Linked DNA regions of Sus scrofa: region 1 is linked to region 2. A link is a contact called in public Hi-C data. All regions are on one chromosome and are shown on one strand. Each heading gives the region's core, a stretch centred on a gene start, on an enhancer-like site or on the middle of the called end of the contact. The rest is flanking DNA. Distances are from core to core; before and after follow the strand shown. Region 1 has its middle 23 kb from the start of KRT19. Region 2 holds the start of LOC100737030 (keratin, type I cytoskeletal 42).

What was found. A called contact is a pair of places that touch in the nucleus more often than the background predicts.
Region 1: a Hi-C map of omental adipose tissue shows a contact between it and region 2, with 1.9 times the contacts expected there. The contact joins the enhancer-like site here to the promoter of LOC100737030 in region 2. A contact is called at or near these places in 18 of 47 Hi-C or Micro-C datasets (alveolar macrophages, brain, embryonic fibroblasts and 11 more) and 1 of 2 datasets of contacts at active chromatin or transcription factors (skeletal muscle).

What each region holds. Positions count from the first base shown.
Region 1 is chr12:21,090,287-21,094,045 of Sscrofa11.1, forward strand. No RefSeq gene overlaps it. Among named protein-coding and RNA genes, the nearest start is that of KRT19, 23 kb to the right of the region's middle. Within about 2 kb of position 1,580, at least 26 of the 83 cell types and tissues checked have an H3K27ac peak or open chromatin away from gene starts, as enhancers often do. A contact at or near this core is called in omental adipose tissue, where this site is marked.
Region 2 is chr12:21,012,077-21,016,024 of Sscrofa11.1, forward strand. It overlaps LOC100737030 (keratin, type I cytoskeletal 42), which reads left to right and starts at 2,106. Exons shown (of 8, transcript XM_003482983.3): 1 at 2,106-2,698. The coding sequence starts at 2,237.

The DNA of each region.
Region 1 (3,759 bases), core at 330-2,829, 78 kb after region 2:
GGGGGGTGGCAAAAGCCAGGGTCGTTAAATTGGGAAATGCGGGCAGTTTCCATCAGCTTCCGATTCCTTCACAGCTGTGGCTGCAGCGGCCCCTTGTGGCCATTTTACACCCGAGGAAACTGGTGTCGGACAATCTTAGCGCTAAGAGGGGAGGTATCTTTCCTTCGATGGCCTCCTTCACTCCTTTGTTGCCCAAAGAAGGAAAGACACATGCCTAGGGTCACGCAGCTAGAATCGGAGTCTTTGGACTTCCAGTCTTTCTGGGACTCTTTCTTCGTACCCCTCTCAGCTCGGTGCCCGTCTGCTCTCCATAGGGGGGCCGGGGAGTAGCCTGGAGTGTAGGGCCTGTCCTTTCCCAGACCGACCCCTCTAACCCTAAGAACTGGGCACAGTCAGAAATGCAGTAAGAGGGGGGCTGTATCAATTGTCAGGGCGGCGCCGAGTTGGCCAGGTCCCGGGACCTCCAGGGGGCGCTTTGGCGCCGAGTTGGCCGGGTCCCGGGAGTCCCGCTTGAACCTGCGGAGGGCGCTCAGCCTGCTGAAGACAAAGGGAGGAGCTTTGTCAGTCCCCCCCCGCCCCCGCCCCGCCCTGAGCCGGCAACTACTGGTTGAAGCTCCGGAGTGGACCCCACCGCCTCTGATCCGCCTTGTGATCCCCTCTTCTCTCGGAACCTCCGAATAGCCTGGGGAGGTGGGCAGGCAGGATCCTTGTCACGGGTACTGAGACCAGCCAGCTACTAAGGACAGCAGCTCCCCGGCCCCCTGTCCCTGTGTCCTTCAGCAAGTCACTTAATTTTCTGTGCCGCAGTATCATCTGTGAGACGGGTGGTTATGATATCTCTGGGAAGATTGTTGTAAGAAGTGGACATAACGAATTATGTCCTGGTGCCTCATCTTGGGTAGCTGGTGTAGGAAATGTGGGGCTGCAGGGTCCAGGCTGTGCCATCAGAGCCCTGCTGTGTCTCCCTGAGGCAGGGGTGAGCTTCCCTGGACTCTGGGGTGCAGGGCGTGGGCCGCACTGCTCAGGCTGTTGCAGCCGGTGCGGCGATGGCGCTGAGAGCGGCCAGGGCTGGCGGGATCAGGGCCAGGGCCTGGGCAGGGTGTGAAGGATGTGGGCTGAATCACTCAGCAGCCCAGACACTGTGGAGTGAAGGGGCGGGAGTGCGGGGGCCGGCCAAGTCCGGCAGCACCAGGCACCAGATACCAGGCTTGGAGGCAGCCCTGCGGAAGGAGGCGAGGGCATGGCACCGGCGGCGCCAGCCCCACACCAGCTCTTATCCTGCGGGTGTGCTCCGGGAGCAGGGGTGGAGCTACAGGAGAAATGTGCCCTGGGACAGCTCAGCGTGTGTGCCTGTGTGGGGGGCATGGTCCAGGGAACCGATGAGGGTCAGGCTGCTTCTCTCCCCTCTTCTGCTGCCCACCGCCTCTGCTCCCCGCCCTTCCCCCTTGCTAAGGCCATTCTTCCTGCTCCTGGGGCTGGGGGTGGAGGAGAATGCCCCGTGGGCCCCTCCCAGCCCTGGTGGGGATACCATCTAAGACAGACAGACGGGGCGGTGTCTGCACTTGCACCAGGTCCAGGGCAGCTGACCTCCCACTGGGACTTGAGCCACACCGGCATGGCTCAGGGTGCCTGCAGGATATGCTGACACTCAGGGTCAGCTGAATGCACTTTAGAGGAAGAACTGTTTTTGGAGGTCTGGACAGGAGCAAGGATGGGGTAGCAATGGGGGGAGGGGAGCCTGGAAACTGAAGGGGCCAGTAGGGGAGGGGAGCCGGGAGCTGGGGAGGGCTCTGCGCAGAGGGCTGCCCCGCAGGAGCAGTGACCTCAGCTGCCCTGCAGGGGGAGTACGTGCCCGCCTCGCTCTTGCCTCCCGCCCACCTCCGGCAGCCGCTTCCCATTGGCTGATCCAAAGGGGCCGCGGAGATCAGCCTTGGGGCACAGAGCCAGGCCGAGAAGGGTGGAGACTAGTTCTGGAAGGAAGCGATAGAATTATCAGGGGGTGGGAGACAAATATAAATATAATCAATATGATAAAATATAAACCTTGCCCCCAGGAAACTCATCACCTGGTTGAGGAGATCAGAGGCTATAAGCTATCACCAGGAGATGTGGGGTGGGACAGCCCCAGGAGAGGGTCAGATAAAGCTCAAGGCAGGTCAGAGGTGGGAAGGAGTTGGGGAGCAGAGGGTGACAGCAGTCACAGGGCCTTGAAGGTGGTGTATTGATTTCCTGCTGCTGCTTGAAAAAGTTACCACAGACTCAGTGGCTTAAAACAACACAAGCTTACTATCTTACAGTTCCGGAGTTTCGGAAGCCTGAAATGGGTCCTACAGGCTAAAATCAAGGTCTCTGCAGAATGGCGTTCCTCCTGGAGGTTTTGGGGGAGAATCCGTTTCCTGGTCTTTTCCAGCTTCCAGGGCCGCCTGGGTTCCTAGGCTTTTGGCCCTTTCCTCCTCCAAAGTGCACCACTCCAGGGATTTCTCATTGTGCCTCAGTGGGTTATGAACCTGACTAGTATCTCGGAGGATGCAGGTTTGATCCCTGGCCTCATTAAGGATCTGGCATTGCCGTGGCTGTGGCATAGGTAGGCCGACAGCTGCAGCTCCGATTTGATCCCTAGCCTGGGCACTTCCATATGGCAGGTGCGGCCAAAGTGTATCACTCCAACCTCTCTTTCCAGGGCCACCTCTGGACCATTTGCTTCCCTCTTACAAGGCCCCTTGTGATCACCTGGTGCCCTTTTCCATGATCCGGGACAATGATCCATTGCAAGAGCCTTAACTTCATCACATCTGCTTGGTCCCTTTTTGCCACGTGGGATGCATGTTCACCAGTTCTGGGCATTAGGACTTGCACACCTTTGGAGGGTCCGGCTTGGACCTGTGATGGCTGAGAGTGAGGACCCTGCAGGTGGAGGGGCCGGCTGAGCAGGACACCTGCAGCTGCTGCCAGCACCAGGTGTGCAGTTGCAGGGAGGTGTGGTTTGGGGGAAACAGGCCTGGGGAAGCTGAAAGGCCAGAGTCTGTCCCATTTCCAAATAAACATAGTTGGCCTCTTGAGTTGAGGGAGCAAATATTGCCCCAGAAGGACGGGTGGGCCCTTGGGCGCCGGTTAGTGCCACTGTGTGGCATTCATTCCACTGTTTTATGGAAGCACCAGTCCTGGCCAGTTTCGGCTTTGTCGTTGTCCCTCAGTGGTGTACTCCATTTAGCCCAGCTCCCTTCCCACCCATGCAACCCAATCCCCCCACCCCTGACAGCTTCAGAATCAGTACTGCTCTCTCTTCCGAGAAAGCGCAGGTCTGGACTTGTGTTCCCCGGGAGGCCTTCCCCGCCTCCTCCCCTCTGATTCTCTCCTCTGACTTTACCCCCCAGCCACACCCAGCTGCTCCCAGCTCCCAGGCCCCTCATTCACTTACAAAAATCTGTGCCTCCTGAGCAGCCACCCACGCAGGCCTGGGACTTAACACATCCAACCTTCCTATTGGTGTTAGAAGCTAGCAACTGTTGAAGGCTCTTCGTCTGCCTGTTTAAATTTTATTAAAACAGGAGTTCCTGTCGTGGCACAGTGGTTAACGAATCCGACTAGGAACCGTGAGGTTGCGGGTTCGGTGCCTGCCCTTGCTCAGTGGGTTAACGATCCGGCGTTGCCGTGAGCTGTGGTGTAGGTTGCAGACGCGGCTCGGATCCTGTGTTGCTGTGGCTCTGGCGTAGGCCGGGGGCTACAACTCCGATTCGATCCCTAGCCTGGGAACCTCCA
Region 2 (3,948 bases), core at 856-3,355:
AGGTCATCGTAGGCCTGCCCGGGCTGGCCTCGCTCTCTGGAGGGTCTAACTCCGCCTTTCCCCCTGGGGATCAGGGGCTGAGCTGGGCCTGCCCTTCAGCCAGGGAGGCCCTCTGGGGTGAGGTGCCAGAGGGAGCCCACAGGTGGTGGAGTCTCCAAAGCCCAGAGGCCAAGGGCCTGGGGGGTCACTGGTGTGGGAAACCGAGGCCCAGACCTCTGACGTAGTGATTTGGGGGCGGGGTGGTGAAGTCTTGGTGACCTGGGATGGAGAAAGGAAGGTTCATAAATTCTCTACCCCTTGGAGTTCCCGTCCCGGCTCAGCGGAAACGAACCCGATTAATATCCACGAGGGCGCAGGTTCGAATCCTGGCCTTGCTCAGTGGGTTAAGGATCCAGTGTTGCCGTGAGCTGTGGTGTAGGTCGCAGATGTGGCTTAGATCCCGTGTTACTGTGGCTGAGGTGTAGGCTGGGCAGCTGCAGCTCCGGTTTGACCCCTAGCCTGGGAACTTCCATATGCAGGTGCAGCCTGAAAAAGACAAAACCAAAGCAAACCAAACCAAACCAAACAAGTTTACTTCTCTGAACCGAGGGAGGCCTGCCTGGAGGATCGAGGGCCGTCAGAGGGAGAGGGGTTCCTGGCAGCAGGGAGGGGGAAGGTCATTCCCTGTGAGGCTGGTGCAAGGCTGGCCTCTGACCCACTCAGGTGACCCCGGGTTCTCTTGGTTCCCTCCCCCAAGACTCTCCTGGAGGAGCAGAAGTCCTCCCTGATTCCTGACCTGGAGGAGCCCTGGTGATCTGACGTGCTCCCTAGTCTTGGCTTTGAGGCCCCCTCCCCACCTCCAGCAACCCTGGGGACCCCCGGACTTTACGGGCAGGGTGGGAGCAGGATAAAGTCCAGGTTGTCCCTCTCTCAGTAGCTCGTGCAGCCCCCACTGTCCAAGCAAGGAGACACCCTTGCGAGCGAGGCCACCCACTTTCTAGGCAGGAAGTCCGCCCAGCAGTCTGGCCTCAGCACAACAGCTCTGATCCTCGTGGAACCCCAACTCCCTCCCTGTCCCTGTGGGTGGGCTGAGAGCCCAGGCCACCCACGTGCCCCCCCCACTCCCACCCCTGCCTGGCCCCAGGGCCTCGCCGCCCCTGGAAGCTCCCCATTCAGACAGGCCCCGTGCAGACGCCAGGGTCCTGGCAGCGCCTAAATCATTAGCACCGAGGAGATTAGGTTGGTAATCTCTTTGTCGGTGCGGGCAGGTGCCAGCAGCCAGGATGTGGGATTGCGCTTTTTCCCTCGCAGGGGCCGCCCTTCCCCAGGGCGTGGCGCCATGGGTGGAGAGCTGCCCGCCACACAGGCCCTGCACCCCACACTTCCTCGGGGAGCCCCTGGGGAGTGTCTTTCCTCAGGTACAGGGGTACAGGGTGGGGGGCGATGAGCAGGAGCGGTCACCCGAAACTCTGCTGCTTCCTCTCCATCAGCCCAGCTTGACCGATGTCACAGACTCACCCGAGGGTGACCTCCTGGCTCCCAGGTGTCAAAGACTGTGGGAAGCAGGCCTTACCCTTATTTTACAAACGAGGCAACTGAGGCTCTTGGACCGGATTCCCGAAAGCTTGCATCTGAAGCTCTGCTGTCTGTTTGCCTCTGATAGGGCAGCGTCCAGGCCAGGGGTGCCTCTCCTCCCACAGACCTAGAATGACCCCAGGAGATGGGGTGGGAGTGGGGGAGGCCCTCAGATCAGAGGCTGCTTCGCCCCCCCACCCCCTCCAGCCTGGGGAGTGGCCTCAGGGCCCGGTTGTGCCTGGGAGAGGCTGCGCGCCCGCATCTGGAACTCAGGAATCCTGGGCGAGGGGCTAGCCCAGCCCCAGGCTCCAGGCCTGTGGAGCCTTGTTCTCTAGTCTCCCCCCAAGAATGAGCTCAGCCGCCTAATTGCCGCTGAGGATGGAGGATCACCCTGCCCCGGGGCTGCGGCTCCAGCCCCACTTTTGTTTCCAACAGACAATGGGCTGCTGAGAGGCCCTCGTGCCCAGGCCAGGCTCCTGCCGGGGGAGGGGGCCCACGGATGAGATCTGTGTGTCCGGCCTGAGCCCCAGGCCCTGGGCGGCTGGTGTGGCAGCAAATTACATGGCTGGGGGTTTGGCTCTGACTTCAAGGGCCAGGGACCCAGCCCCCCTTTGAGCCTGGCTATAAAGGGCTGCCCGGGGTCTCTGTCCAGACCAGATCCTCCATCCGACTTGTGGACACCATGGCCACCACGACCAGCATCCGCCAGTTCTCAACCTCCGGCTCCGTCAAGGGCCTGTGTGTGCCCGGCGGGGGTTTCTCTCGGGTCTCCTCCATCCGCGTTGGGGGCGCCTGCCGGGCCCCCAGCCTCCTGGGAGCCGGTACCTGCGGCAACATGTCCATGGCCTCGTCCCGCTTCTCCGCGGGGTTGGGGGGTGGCTACAGCGGGGGCTACACCTGCAGCCTGGGCGGGGGCTTCGGCTCCAGCTTTGGCGTGGCCGACGCCCTGCTGGGGGGCAGTGAGAAGGAGACCATGCAGAACCTCAACGACCGCCTGGCCTCCTACCTGGACAAGGTGCGCGCCCTGGAGGAGGCCAACGCCGACCTGGAGGTGAAGATCCACGACTGGTACAAGAAGCAGGGCCCCGGGCCTGCCCGCGACTACAGCGCCTACTTCAAGACCATCGAGGACCTGCGGAGCAAGGTGGGAGCGGCCGGGCCTCTGTCCTTGGTACCTGCTTCTGACTCACGCCGTCTCAGCTTTGGACCTGGCAGACATTTCTTCTCCCTGCTACGTCTCCATCCTTCCTTCCTTCATTCCTTCACTCTCTCCCTTGCTCTGGATCACAGCCCTGTGCCCGCCACTGGTCCAAGTCCTGGAGGACGTCCCATACCGGGTGGCTGTTTGGAGCGCCTCCTTCTGGGCGAGGGCATTTGGGGTGGGTGATGGGGACGTGGGCAGGGAAGGCTTCAGAACCTTGAGGGCAGCAGAAGGCCTTCCGGGTATGGAGATTAGCATGGACCCAGGTGGCTGCTGGGGGATGAGGCTGGATGTCTCCTTTTCATGATCCCATACCCTTCTGAATCCTCTCCACTCCCTCGCCTGCCTCACCTCCTCCAGGCAGTCCTCCTTGAATGGATGGCACTTGGCTTTTATCCTCAGATCTTGGGGTCCCTTCTACACTTTGAGGTTCCACCTGTGCTTTGCTCACTGTGCTGATTTCACTGAGTCTGACATGTTCTCACAGCTGCTTTGGTTGTGGGTCCTTCTTACTCCTTCTGTGATGGTCCCTCTGGGTGTCCCTAAGGGCAGAGGCTGTCTCTCCTTGCAGACTGAGGCAGGAGTCCCTGGGGAAAGGAGCTGTGTTTTCTTCTTTTCTTTCTTTCTTTTTTTTTTTTTTTTTTGTCTTTTTGCCTTTTTTTCTAGGGCCGCTCCCGCGGCATATGGAGGTTCCCAGGCTAGGGGTCTAATCGGAGCTGTAGCCCCTGGCCTATGCCAGAGCCACAGCAACGTGGGATCCAAGCCACGTCTGCAACCTACACCACAGCTCACGGCAATGCCGGATCGTCAACCCACTGAGCAAGGGCAGGGATCGAACCTGCAACCTCATGGTTCCTAGTCGGATTCGTTAACCACTGTGCCACGACAGGAACTCCCAGAGCTATGCCTTCTCACTCAGACTGGAAGCACACAGGGGGAAGATTTTTTCTGACTTAATCTGCTGGAGGAGACAACACACACACACACACACACACACACACACACACACACACACACGCACGCATACACACACACACACACACACACACACCACACACTCCTGACCTTTAGGGACGTGACCTTGGCATTCTGTAAACGTGGCACCTGGGTCTTTTGCACAGGCCTTGCCCCTGGAGGTTCCTACAGGGCTGCAGCCTTCCGAGGCAGGTGAGAGGTCAAAGAGGTGCGAGAGC